Regions from separate parts of the Hordeum vulgare genome. Here region 1 is linked to region 2. Evidence: chromatin contacts called from public Hi-C data. All regions are on one chromosome and are shown on one strand. The core of a region is the stretch at or near the end of the contact, and the rest is flanking DNA. Distances in the headings are between cores, read along the strand shown.

Region 1 (6,128 bases), core at 3,595-6,094, 790 kb after region 2:
TAACGTGGGTTCCTTGTTATATCACCATATTAATTGCTATCTAATTTAGTGCACCTATATACTTGGTAAAAGGTGGAAGGCTTGGCCTTTCTAGCCTGGTGTTTTGTTCCACCTTTCCCGCCTTAGTTTTCGTTTACCGATGTTATGTTCCATAAATGAGCGCTCCTAACATGCTTGGGGTTGTTATGGGGACCCCCTAGATCCTTGTTTTAGGATAAAACTCGTCTGTCAAGGCCCAACATTGGTACTATATTTGCCCAACATAGTAATTCTGTTAATAATGAAAAGCATAGGACGTCATGAACCCGAGGAGTAATTCTACATAATACAGGGAGGGCCAGTGCTGATGGTGCTGGTCCAAAACAGAGCAGCTTATTAACGCTACCCGGGGCAACTCGGCGTTTGGCGTGGTAACCATCGCTCATCCGTCGTGTCGTGAGAACGAGATACGCGGCTCCTATCGGGATCGTCGACACGTCAGGCGGCCTTGCTGGACTTGTTTTACCTTTATCGAGCGTCCCATGCGAGGGATTCCGAGGATGCTTTGAGCTAACTCGAGGTTGAGGTTTTCCAATAGGGACCCGAGGAGATCACGGGTTTCCCTGATCGAGGTCATTCCGTCGCAGCATGTGGTAGTTTGTGATGGACTAGTTGGAGCACCCCTACAGGGTTAAACCTTTCAGAAAGTCGTGCCCGCGGTTATGTGGCAACGTGGAAACTTTGTTTAACACTGGTTCTAGACAACTTGAAGTTAACTTAATTAAAACATGCCAACTGAGTGCGTAACCGTGACTGTCTCTTTCGCGAGCTCCTTCTCCGATCAAGGACACGGTGGGGTTATGTCTGACGTAAGTAAGTGTTCATGATCATTCATTTGATCATCAATAGTTCACGTCCGCTATGCGTAGATCATCTCCCTCTTTATTCTTGTACTCGTAAGTTAGCCACCAAATAAATGCTTAGTCGCTGCTGCAACCTCACCACTTACCCATGCATGTCTAACCTATTAAGCTTTGCTAGTCTTGATACCTTTGGAAATGAGATTGCTGAGTCGCCTTTGGCTCACAGATTACTACAACACCAGGTACAAGTAAAGGTTACTTGATGTGAGCGCGATGATTGTTCATTTGGAGTTTCTTCTTCTTCTTCATCATCGATCTAGGATGGGTTCCAGGCCGGCGGCCTGGGATAGCAAGGATGGACATCGTTCTTTTCTCGTTTGTTTTCGTCCGTAGTCGGACCCTGCTCTTCTTCGTGATATTTATGTATTGTACTGATGTGACTCCGATGTAGCTTGTGGCGAGTGTAAGCTAATTCCATATACTCTTCTCTTCATTACATGTACTTGTAACGATATCCATTCTTGCGAAACGACGAGATGCGCTTCTATCCCCGTCGAGGCCCTCGCACCAAAATAAGGATAGGATCGCATCTTGGGCGTTACAGGTAGGGCACGCCCTGGCTTGTGGACACCTGGTGGATCCCCTGATGTATTTATTTTGCCCAATATTTTTATATATTCCAAAATAATTCTCCGTAAGTTTTCAGGACTTTTGGAGTTGTGCATAATAGGTCTCTCAGATTTGTTCCTTTTCCGGACCAGAATTCCAGCTGCCGACATTCTCCCTCTTTATGTAAACCTTGTAAAATAAGAGAGAAAATGCATAAGTATTGTACCATAATGTGTATTAACAGCCCATAGTGCAATAAATATCGATATAAAAGCATGATGCAAAATGGACGTATCAGTATGCATCATCATTGTGTTTTTGGAGTTGGAGATTTTGCCGGATCATATCTGGGAAGGTCATCTTCCTTATCCTAGTGGCATATATTCTCCATTGCTTGTTCTTAATATAACCATTCGCCATAGGATAGCTCTTGTCGTCCACCATCCAACAAGCTTGAGTTTGCTCAATTCGGAGCTCGTATGCGAAAGTTATGAGAGTTTCATTTCTCATGACAGTTTTCAGTACTCAGGCGGTAGTGCCGCTCGGTACCACGGTGATACCACTTAGGCGGTACTTTCGCTATGTACTACCGTTGCTACTACTGCTTATTTGCTGGTTCTATTGGTCTGCTCTTCACTCACGACAGTAGCACAGTAGTAGGGTGGTAGTACCGCCCACGTGGTACTACCGCTCTCTAATACCGCTGCTACTATTACTTATTTTGTGGTGTTGGTCTCTTATTCATCTTAGACGTAGTAGTGTGGTAGTAGGGAACGGTACTACCGCCCTGCTCTCTCTCTCTACTACCGCTTACCTTGATATTGCATCCCCAGGGATAGTAGCATTGGATCAGCCGGTAGTACCGCTCCGGTGGCACTACCGTCTCGAGGTTTCTGCCGTTTGCACGTTTTTTCTGGAACCACCACACTAAGCAGTAGTACCGCTCAACCAAACGGTAGTACTGCTTGTGCACGACCACTGCGCATAACAGTTGGATTTGGGGAGGCCTATAAAAGGGGGTCTTCTTCCCCATTGCTCCTTTATATCTTGACTTCGTGTTTGCCCCCCTTTGTTGACCTTCTTCGAGCTTGCTAATTCTCAATCCCTTCAATCATTCTTGCTCGTTTTTGAGAGAAAAAAGAGAGGAGATCCAGATCTACATTTCCATCAATCATCTTCTCCTCTAAGTGAGGGGAACCCCTTGGATCTAGATCTTGGAGTTCTTTGTGAGCTCCCTATTCTTCCTCTCATATTCCTTCATAGCTTTTGTTATTGTGGTGGAGTTTGAGTGTGAGGGACTTGATCACTTCGTGTGTTCTTACCATTGCATTAGTTGCATCGGTTTGAGTTCTCCACGGTGATTCATGGTAGTGAAAAGTTGAGAAGTTTATTACTCTTGGATGTTTTGCACCCTAGAGCTTGTGCCTCTTGGGTGCTCTCGCGCACTAGACGGTTGGTGGTGTCTCAAAGCTCAATCATTATGGTGTAAAGCTCCGAACAAGTATCGGTGTCTCCAATTAGGTTGTGGAAATTGCCCCGAGCATTTTGTATGGGTTCCGTTGACCGCCGCCAAGGGTTACCAAAGTGTACAAGTTTGATGAGCGCCCCAAGGGTTGCCATTTGTACGGGTTCGGTGACCGCCTTCAAGGGCCCCTTTATGGAATCACGACATATTGCATTGTGCAAGGGCGCAAGGAGATTATGGTGGCCCTAGTGACTTCTTGGGCAGCATCGTGCCTTCACACCGTACCAAACAGATACTAGCATCCGCAAGGGTGTGAACTTGGGGATACATAGTCTTCTCCAAGTGCCTCAGTTATCTCTTACCCGGGCCCTTTACTTATGCACTTTACTTTGTAATAACCATGTTATTTCATGTTATATATCTTGCTATCACTTAGTTGTTTATCTTACTTAGCATAAGTTGTTGGTGCACATAGGTGGACCTAGTTGTTTTAGGTTTTGTGCTTGACAAACTAAACGTTAGTTTTATTTCACATTGGTTCAAGCCTAGACCGTATTTATTTTAAAGCGCCTATCCACCCCCCTCTAGGCGGCATCAACAACGCCTATTCACCCCCCTCTAGGCGGCATCGACAACGCCTATTCACCCCCCTCTAGGCGGCATCAACGTCCTTTCGTCCTTCACCAGTCTATTATTTTGGAGACTAACTGCGCTTTCGTACATTCTTTCCTTGCAAATGAGAAGCTTGACATGTCCGCTCTTATTGATATGAAGAAAGAGGCTATGAGTATTCCCAAGATGTTTCAAAATTTGAGTTCTTCAGAAATAAATTGGCGTGCCAATGAGGTGGCATATGAGATTGTTAAGTTTAGTTTTAGTAGTAGGTCGGACGGATTGCTTATTAAGGGCCTATTTGGGACTGATTCAATTCATCAAAATTAGCTTCACTTCATCAAATTCACTTTGAAGCAGTTTCATACAGAAGCTATATCACTATTAAGAGAATGTTTGGCTTCCATCTAGCTCCAGCTTCAAAAATAGAAAATCTGATGGAAACAATCTATTTGATTGGTTGAGGGGAAATAAACGAAGGGGTATCCACTTACTGGTGGCAGTGGTGGGTAATTTTCCCCCAACTCTAGCTTCTAGAGTTTTTTGAAGCACCGTCTCAGGAGCTTCATAAAAACTTTGAAGTTCTACCCCAGATTCTAGTTTTTTTTCGGAGCGGCATATCGTGGAGCTACCCCGTTTGGCTTGTCTTTTCTGAAGCAGAGCTGAATTTTAAGGAGCAGAGCAGTTCCAAACAGACCCTAACTCTATCCTGCCGTGCAAGGTGTAATGAGTGATTGTAATAACCTTTTGATTAATTGATAAATATATTATAAAGGAAAAGCTAACCATTGCAGTGGCCGCGTCCGTCACTTTCCTTGTATGACACGCGTCCAAACGACGTTCCCGCATAGCGGTTCTGTAGTAGGGACTATGTTTCTGAAATATATATCCTGTTATAATAACCTACGACGGATCTATGTTTTACAACAAAATCTCTATTGGTAAAATCTCAGTTGCGAAAATAAATTGTAACAAAATCTTAATTGCAAAAAAAGAAAATCACAATAAAACAGTTGGTGCAAGAAAATTCTGCTACAAGAATCATATTATATAATTCTACAACAAGACCTGTGTTGTAGACCTGCAGTGATGAAAATGTACTCAGCTCGTTTGATGTAGACATTTCACGATCTGGTTGATCTTTTAAAAAGATGAGTCGAAGCACACCTCGTAATATAAGGGTGTTTTAAAAAAATTACATGGGAGGTCAATTTTCTAATAATGCGCGCGTTCGCGTGTAGGAAGATCTCTCGAACCAAAAAGACCAAACGAATTGTGCCCAAATTCGAAGAAATTCTTCCTCTGTTGCCCGTTTTGTCCAAACACCTCCGTCTCCGCTCTTCTCCCACGCGGTACACATTCCGTTTCCCCTCCGCTCTGCTCCCCCACCTACCCTGCCCAGCAGCGCCAGCTACGGCAAACCCACCGATGGACGCAACCGAGCGCCGCCTCCGCGCCGTCTCCGCCCACCTTCAGCCCCAAGCAACCGCCGACCGCTGCACCTCCGATAGCCTCGGCCCCAATCCCACCGCAGGGGAGTACGCCCACGGTACGCACGCATCCCAGGCCCTCTATCTTTCTTCCCCTGCCCGCCGTTGACTCGCTGGACGGCACTACTGTACCAGTACCCCCAAGCGAGCGAGGGACAAGGACTTTTTTTTCTTCATTTGTTTCAAATATAGCTCACCGATCGCCAGAAACTTATTGCAATTAGTTCCTCCAGTGCTTGGCTACAGCGCTGTCCTCCCTGAGAAGTTAAAGACTGGGAAGTGGAACGTGTACCGGTAGGTTCTTGAGGCAGTATAATATTTTGCTGCATTTTGCTTATGTCTTGACTCATAATTGCGCTTCTAATCTCTGGCAGATCTACAGTCAGGAACCATAATGTTATGTTGCATTTTTGCCTATTTCGTGACTCATAATTGCGCTTCTAATCTTGTGCAGATCTGCACATTCACCTATAACGCTGATAGATAGATTTTCAGACCACCCAGACATTGGGACGTTGCATGATAACTTTGTGTAAGCATACTCACCTTAATTTCTCTCTTGACAAAATAATTCAGTTATTTATCAGAAATAAAATAAATACGAATGGTAGCTAGGAGAAACCAGCCAACTGGCTAAATAAAGCAGCAGTGAGGATACGATCCCAGGCTGGCTTGCCCATGCTGCTCGCCGGTAGAACCCTTGGTGTTAATCACTTCAGTTATTTATCACTGTATTTCTTTTCTTTGTTTTTGAGAGAATACGTTCTCGTGCATTTCATTAAGTTATAAAAGAGTTATGACGGCACAGGGTGACCTAGAGCTCACAGAAAGTGATACAATTCGGAAGTGCCATCAAGGTTATTCTAACACACTTATTTCTATTGAGTAATAAATCTATGGGTTTGGCACAAACTAATGCAAGTTGGGACTCTCTTTTTCTTTGGTTTCTTACTTTTGTTGCCAGAGGAAACTTGCCGCCGTAAAAATCAAGAGCTGCAAAATAACTTGAATATAAATATAGAAGCTTTTGTCTGAAGATTTTGTTTAAAACTGGCAAAATGAGTTGGCGCAGCCTAAGTTGTTGATAAGAAAAATAAATGCTCAATGATA
Region 2 (6,186 bases), core at 3,204-5,703:
CCCTTCTAGGATGTGTCTCCGAGGCATGAAAGCTGTGTGAGTTGGTTGCACTACCGAATGGGCTATCTCCGTCAATCTACTCGTGCCAATCTATGTAAAGATTTTGAAACTGACATTAAGCAGATAAATCGGTCTGAACTGCTCAATGCGAATAGCCTCCACCTTCTTTGGAAACAACTTTATTGTTCCAAAGTTAAGGTGGAATAACTGCAAGTGACCATTAAACAAATCATGGAACATAGGCAAAAGATCACCCTTAATAATATGCTAACACTTTTTATAGAATTCCGCCGAAAACCCATCCGAATCTGGTGCCTTGTTTTGTTTCATGTGTGCTATTGCATCAAACACCTCTTTCTCAGTAAACGGAGCTGACAATACCTCGTTTTCATCTGAACTGAGGTGAGGTATGTCGCTTGTTGTGCACTCATCCAGAGAAACAAAATTCTCTTCGAATGCGCCAAACAATTTTTTATAGTATTTGGAGATGTATAATTGTAGGTTCTCATGTCCTATAATTGTACCATCATCCTGTTCAAGTTGAATTATGTTCTTCTTCCTATGTTTGTCATTCGCAATCACGTGAAAGAATTGTGTGTTATCATCCCCATGGACCACCTTCATCACCTTTCCTCGAAGGGCCCATTTCATCTCCTCCTCTCTTAGAAGAGATGGCAACTTCTTCTCAACCTTAATCTTAATATTCCGATCTGACATATTAAGAACTGTAGACTCTGCTTTCATATCTAACTCATTAATGAGTTGAATAAGCCTTTTATTTACTTTGTAAATGCCATTTTGATTTTTGGTCCAGCCTCTCAAGAACCGGCACAGCACAAGTGTCTGATTTTATTCTGCCATCTTTCCATACTAGATGACCCACCAGATTCCCTGACCCATTCAGCAGCAATGAAATCCATCAATCCTTCTCTCTCGAACCAACTTAATTCAAAAGAGAAAATATTTTTGTTACCAATATAAATCACTTTCTCAGAATCGAGAGAAAATATTTTTGTTACCCATATGTATCACTTTCCGAGAATCGATCGATAGTGATGTGTTATCCGATATGGCCCCTTGCAAGGCATGGATATCGGCCCTTTGCAAGGCATGGACTATGATCAGTTGGTCAGAACCCGATCCGACTTCAATATGTTGGCTTAACGGCGAGAATGGCGTTTTGGCTCCCGGGAGCCATGGATGCCTTTATTTTTGAAAAATTCAAATTGAAATTTTTATGGTTCAAAAAATTCTGAAAAAAATATGCATGTATGTAAGGATGTAACCGACATGTGTGTAAAATTTCAGGTCAAAATACTTTAAATCGTGATCTGTACAAAAAAACAAATTCATGGTCTGAAATGATGAATAGTAAACAGCCTCAGATTTGTCGATTTTGCACAGCCCTTATTTCAACGTATTTTGTTCTGAAAATTTACACACTTGTGTATTATACCTTCATTTATCTATGTATTTTTTTTTCAGAATTTTTTGAAACATTAAAATACAAATTTGCACTGAATTTGAAGTTTGAATTTGAAGGCCTCCAGCAATATTCGCTTAACGGCGCTATATATAGTGATGTGTTATCCGATATGGCCCTTTGCAAGGCATGGACTATGATCAGTTGGTCAGAACCCGAACCAACTTCTCCTATGTTGGCTGATTTGGCCCTTTGCAAGGCATGGACTATGATCAGTTGGTCAGAACCCGATCCAACTTCTCCTATGTTGGCTTAAAGGCGCTGGCTATTTAAAACTATATGATTTTAAGTCATACCGGTGCAGAATGCAACACAAGACAGAGCACCGAGACCATAGTTATTTTGCATACACAAGACAGAGCATTGACACCATAGTTATTTTGCATACTGTTCATTGATCTACCATCAGTCAATCACATTGTTCTTCAACTGTAACAGCATGGGAGCATTCATCTCTTATGACATCTATAGATAATTACTGTACCTACACTCGCCTTCAAGCAGGTCTCACGGCTCTTGTCCCTTTTTTAAGCTTGATTGAAATAAAAGGCGAAAATGTAGAAGCTAAATTAATCAAGAAGAAACAGAAGAGGACCGATCTAGATGGGACTTGTTGCTGCCCCATGTCACTGCCAGATTCATCATGGCCTTCCTTTCAACCATGAGCGGCGGTGGCGCGATCCATCATCTCTCACATCACCGAGCAGCTGTTGGGGTCCTCGTCGCTGAAGTAGTTGTAAGGCTCGCCCGCTGGTGGCTGTGGCGGCATCGCATAGGCGGTTGGCATCGGGTACGAGCCCATCGGCGGCCGCCCGTAACCTGGCCCGTAGCCCATCTGCGGGTACCCTCCCGCGCCGCCGCCGTGGCCGCCGTTCATCATCATTTGCTGCTGCTGCTGCTGTTGCAGCATTGTCATCTGCTGCTGCTGTTGCTGCTGCTGGATCAGTGCCATGTACTGCTGCTGCGCCATGGGGTTCCCGGCCGCAGCGGCAGCCTGCAGCATCTCTGCCCCGGACGGCATGCCACCGCCGCCGCCACCAGCGCCCTGGTAAAACCCAGCCGGCGGCATGCCCTGCATGGCGCGGCCAGCCTGAGCGCTGCTCGCCGCGTGGGGGTGGCCCATGGGACCGCCCATGCCGGGGAAACCGGCGCCGCCCATCATGTTAGGCCTGAACATGGCCTGCTGCTGCGGCTGCATGCCGCCGCCAATCGGGCCGCCCATCGCTGCTGCCGGGCCACCAACGCCGCCGCCCTTCTTCCCCTGGACCGGTGCTCCTCCCTTGACGTTGTTCGGCTGCCCACCACCGCCTGCGTTCTTACCACCGCCGTTGCCGTTGCCGTTGCCGCCTTGGTGCTGCTGCTTGCCACCTGCGTCTTTCTTGCCGCCGTTGTTGCCGTTCCCCTTGATCTGCACCGGGATCTCGTTTCCTCCACCGCCCTTCTTCCCACCATTGCTAGCGCCCTTCTTGTCGCCCCCGCCGGCGTTCGGCGGCATGGCCATCTGCTTCATCATCATCTTGGGGTCGTCGTAGTAGTCGTCTTCGAAGCCATCATCGTCGAAATCTTCGTCGTCGTCAAATTCGTCGAACTCGTCGTCGAACTCGCTGCCGCCGTCGTCGCCCCAGCCGTCGTCGGGGATGTTGAACTTGACGGACTTGGGGTCCTTGGCCGGCGCACCCGCCGGGAAAGGCATCTTCGCCGCGGCGGCACCCATGAACTGCGGCGGCAGCTTGAGCCCCTTCATCTGCATCTGCTGCTGCAGCTGCTGGAGCTGCTGCGGGGTCGGCGCGCCCTTCATCTGCATCTGCTGCTGCAGCTGCTGGAGCTGCTGCGGGGTCGGCGCTCCCTTCATCTGCATCTGCTGCTGCAGCTGCTGGAGCTGTTGCGGCGTCGGCGCGCCCTTCATCTGCATCTGCTGCTGCAGCTGCTGAAGCTGCTGCGGCGTCGGGCCCTTCATCTGCATCTGCTGCTGCATTTGCTGAATCTGCTGCGGGGTCGGCTGCGGCATCGCCATCTTTGCGTCCTTGCCGCCACCGCCTCCCTTGTGGGCCTTGCCGCCGGCATCTTTGGCATGGCCTTTGCCGCCGGCGTCCTTGGGCTGCTGGCCCTTACCGCCGCCGCCACCGTCTAGGTGGAGCTTCTGGAACTGGTTGGCGACGCCACCGGGCTTGGAACCCCAGAGCACAGCCGGCTTGCCGCCCTTGTTGAGCTTCTTAATGATGGTGTCCGGATCCACCAGCCCGGACACCATCACCTTGCCCTCCTCCGGGTCGATGGAGCTCTGGTACACGCCTGCAAACAAGAGGGATGAATCCAACACATTCTCCCGGCGGAACAGCTAAACAAGACGGACAACCAGAAGTCGATCCATTACTTACCATCGATCTTGCTGAGGATCTTCTTCACCTTCTTCTGGCACCCATCGCAGTGGATGTTCACCTTGAGCACGCAGGTCTGTGGATTTGGGGACGAACAAACAAAGAAACACGAACAGCATGCAGGGATCAGACATAGGAGCAAGCAAGCAACCTCACGGAAATTCCATGGCAGCAGAAACAAGAAGGAACATGCGGGAGAATGTCTTGAGTTGGGAGGAAGCAAAGCAAGGAAGGAAGAACCTCACCTGTATCTTGAGCACATCCTCCTTGCTCATGGCTGACTTGCTGGCCGAAACGCAGCGGCACAACGACGAGAAGCGCCCCGCAGATCTGGTGCAGAGGAAACGGACGCGGAGGGGGGCTCAAATCAGGGGCAGGAGAGCAGGAAGAAGGCAGCTACCAGGAAACATTGCTCTCCATCTCTCTCTCTCTCTCTCTCTCTCTCTCTCTCTCTCTCTCGTAGAGCGTGAGTGTGTGTGACAGTGTGAGGGCGAGAGAAGGAGGAACTGCCTTCTTGCTGAAGATAATATAATAACTGTCCCGTCCCACACTCACACAAAGAGCGAGCGCTGGAGAGAGGGGGGGAGGGGGGGGGAGGCTTATCAGAGTGTGTGCTTGCAGAAAACTAGAAGGAAATTAATAGGGGAGGCCAGAGGGAGGAGAGAGAGAGAGAGCGAGCACCCTCACTCTCTATCTCTACTCTCTCTCTCTCTCTATCTTCAGGACTTCGGAAAAGCTGGGAAGGAAATTACTCTTTACCCTTTTCAAGATTTATTCCTCCGGTCTTTGGGCTTTGGGGATGGATTAGAAGCCTTTAGCTTTTGCCTAATCTTTCAATCAATTAGTAGTATTACTAGTAGTAGTAACTAAATATGGGTCAGAGTAGCTAAATGTGGTTCAGTCAGTAAGCAGAGACAGATGTTGAACATGTGAGGTACCCGGGGCTTTATAATAACTACGGTTACCAATGTCGGTTCAGTTTTTTCTAAAAAGCAGTCTAACACGGGTCCGCTGCCAATTCTTTAGCTAGCTTTTATTTGTCTTGTTCTGCTGCCAATTGAAAACCCAAAGAGAGAGAGGCTCTGTGAGTGTGGATGGCCGCGAGTCCCACTGTCCAGCCGGAGAAGTTTGCCGTTAGGTTACGTCGTTAACCCTGGTTTTATTCGTACAGTTTTATTTTTTGCGTGGTTATGGGCTGATTCAGATGAATGAGTTGTCATTAAACTAAAATGTTTACCGTGTTCAAAAAAGCATCACCCGAGGAAAGAAAATTATATGGAACAGGGTCTCATAGTCTCCCTCTTCTTCGGACCCCTCCTCATAGTCTTCCTTGAGATGTACATCTATGTATGACTAGTAAAAAGTTCGTGCGTTATCACGGGTTATTAATTTATTTATTTTGATTACACCTATATGAACACAGCGCATACTAAATTTCTCTCTCGGCCATTAACCACTTAGACTTTAAAAAAAAGGTAGAAAAGGTATTGTATAAATAATATTGCAGTGTAATTTTATAGTACTTATCCAAGGGCATGAATTTTTAATAAAATCTCCACGACATCAGTGTTAGGAAAAAAAACAAGGCTAATACCTCTTATGCTATGGAATTGTAATATCAACTTGTGTGCTTTTACAAGAGGTCCGCACCATATAAAAGTGAGATCAATGCGCCCATTCTTCGTACCTGAACAAGAAGCTAGTGCCTATTGAAGTTTCAGATTCCTCGTTGGCCAAGTTTCATTTCCGCGCCTACGTGTTCCTTTATGTGCTATCACAAGGCTATTAGAGGTGCTAATCATGCCTTTGGTGCACCGATACATCTCTTGCGCCTAGCATGCCAAATCATGGACACACCAATTTAGATGCACAAAGGACCCATGGACACCACAACACTCAGGATAACAAATGAGTCCGTCCCTCGAGGCCTTGCAGAAAATATGGCATTCCAGCAAACAATATACAGGCCATCCACAATTTCACAAGCGCCAAACTACCAAAAAAATTAATCACCCCGCTACAGCTAACAGCCAAAAAATGAGATTACATGTTTGTTTGTGCTCTTATTAGAAAAGAGAGAAATATGAAATGGATCTTTGCATCGACGACAGAACAAATCACAAGGTAATGAAACCATCAATCAATCTATTCAGTGCAATGGACAGATGATGCTGCGTCTGCTCAATACCAATGGCACTGGTAGCCAATGGCAGGACATCTTCTCATGTTCAACTGATGCGTGAAGTTTGTTGTCGATTGTAGCCAATGACAGTGCATCTCTTGGGAGCTATAGGCATCCGGTCGGTAGAGACATGATTCTAGGGA

Evidence for each region. Hi-C and Micro-C count contacts between places; a contact is called where the count stands out from the background.
Region 1: a Hi-C map of seedling shows a contact between it and region 2, with 2.8 times the contacts expected there. The contact joins the promoter of LOC123448176 here to the promoter of LOC123448175 in region 2. A contact is called at or near these places in 1 of 6 Hi-C or Micro-C datasets (seedling) and 1 of 1 datasets of contacts at active chromatin or transcription factors (embryo).

Annotation. Positions count from the first base shown.
Region 1 is chr4H:142,097,319-142,103,446 of MorexV3_pseudomolecules_assembly, forward strand. LOC123448176 (long chain acyl-CoA synthetase 6, peroxisomal-like) reads left to right here and starts at 4,845. Exons shown (of 24, transcript XM_045124983.1): 1 at 4,845-5,077; 2 at 5,252-5,312; 3 at 5,473-5,550. The coding sequence starts at 4,957.
Region 2 is chr4H:141,308,795-141,314,980 of MorexV3_pseudomolecules_assembly, forward strand. LOC123448175 (heavy metal-associated isoprenylated plant protein 33-like) reads right to left here and starts at 4,454. Exons shown (of 3, transcript XM_045124982.1): 1 at 4,107-4,454; 2 at 3,862-3,937; 3 at 1,859-3,775. The coding sequence starts at 4,136. The coding sequence ends at 2,175.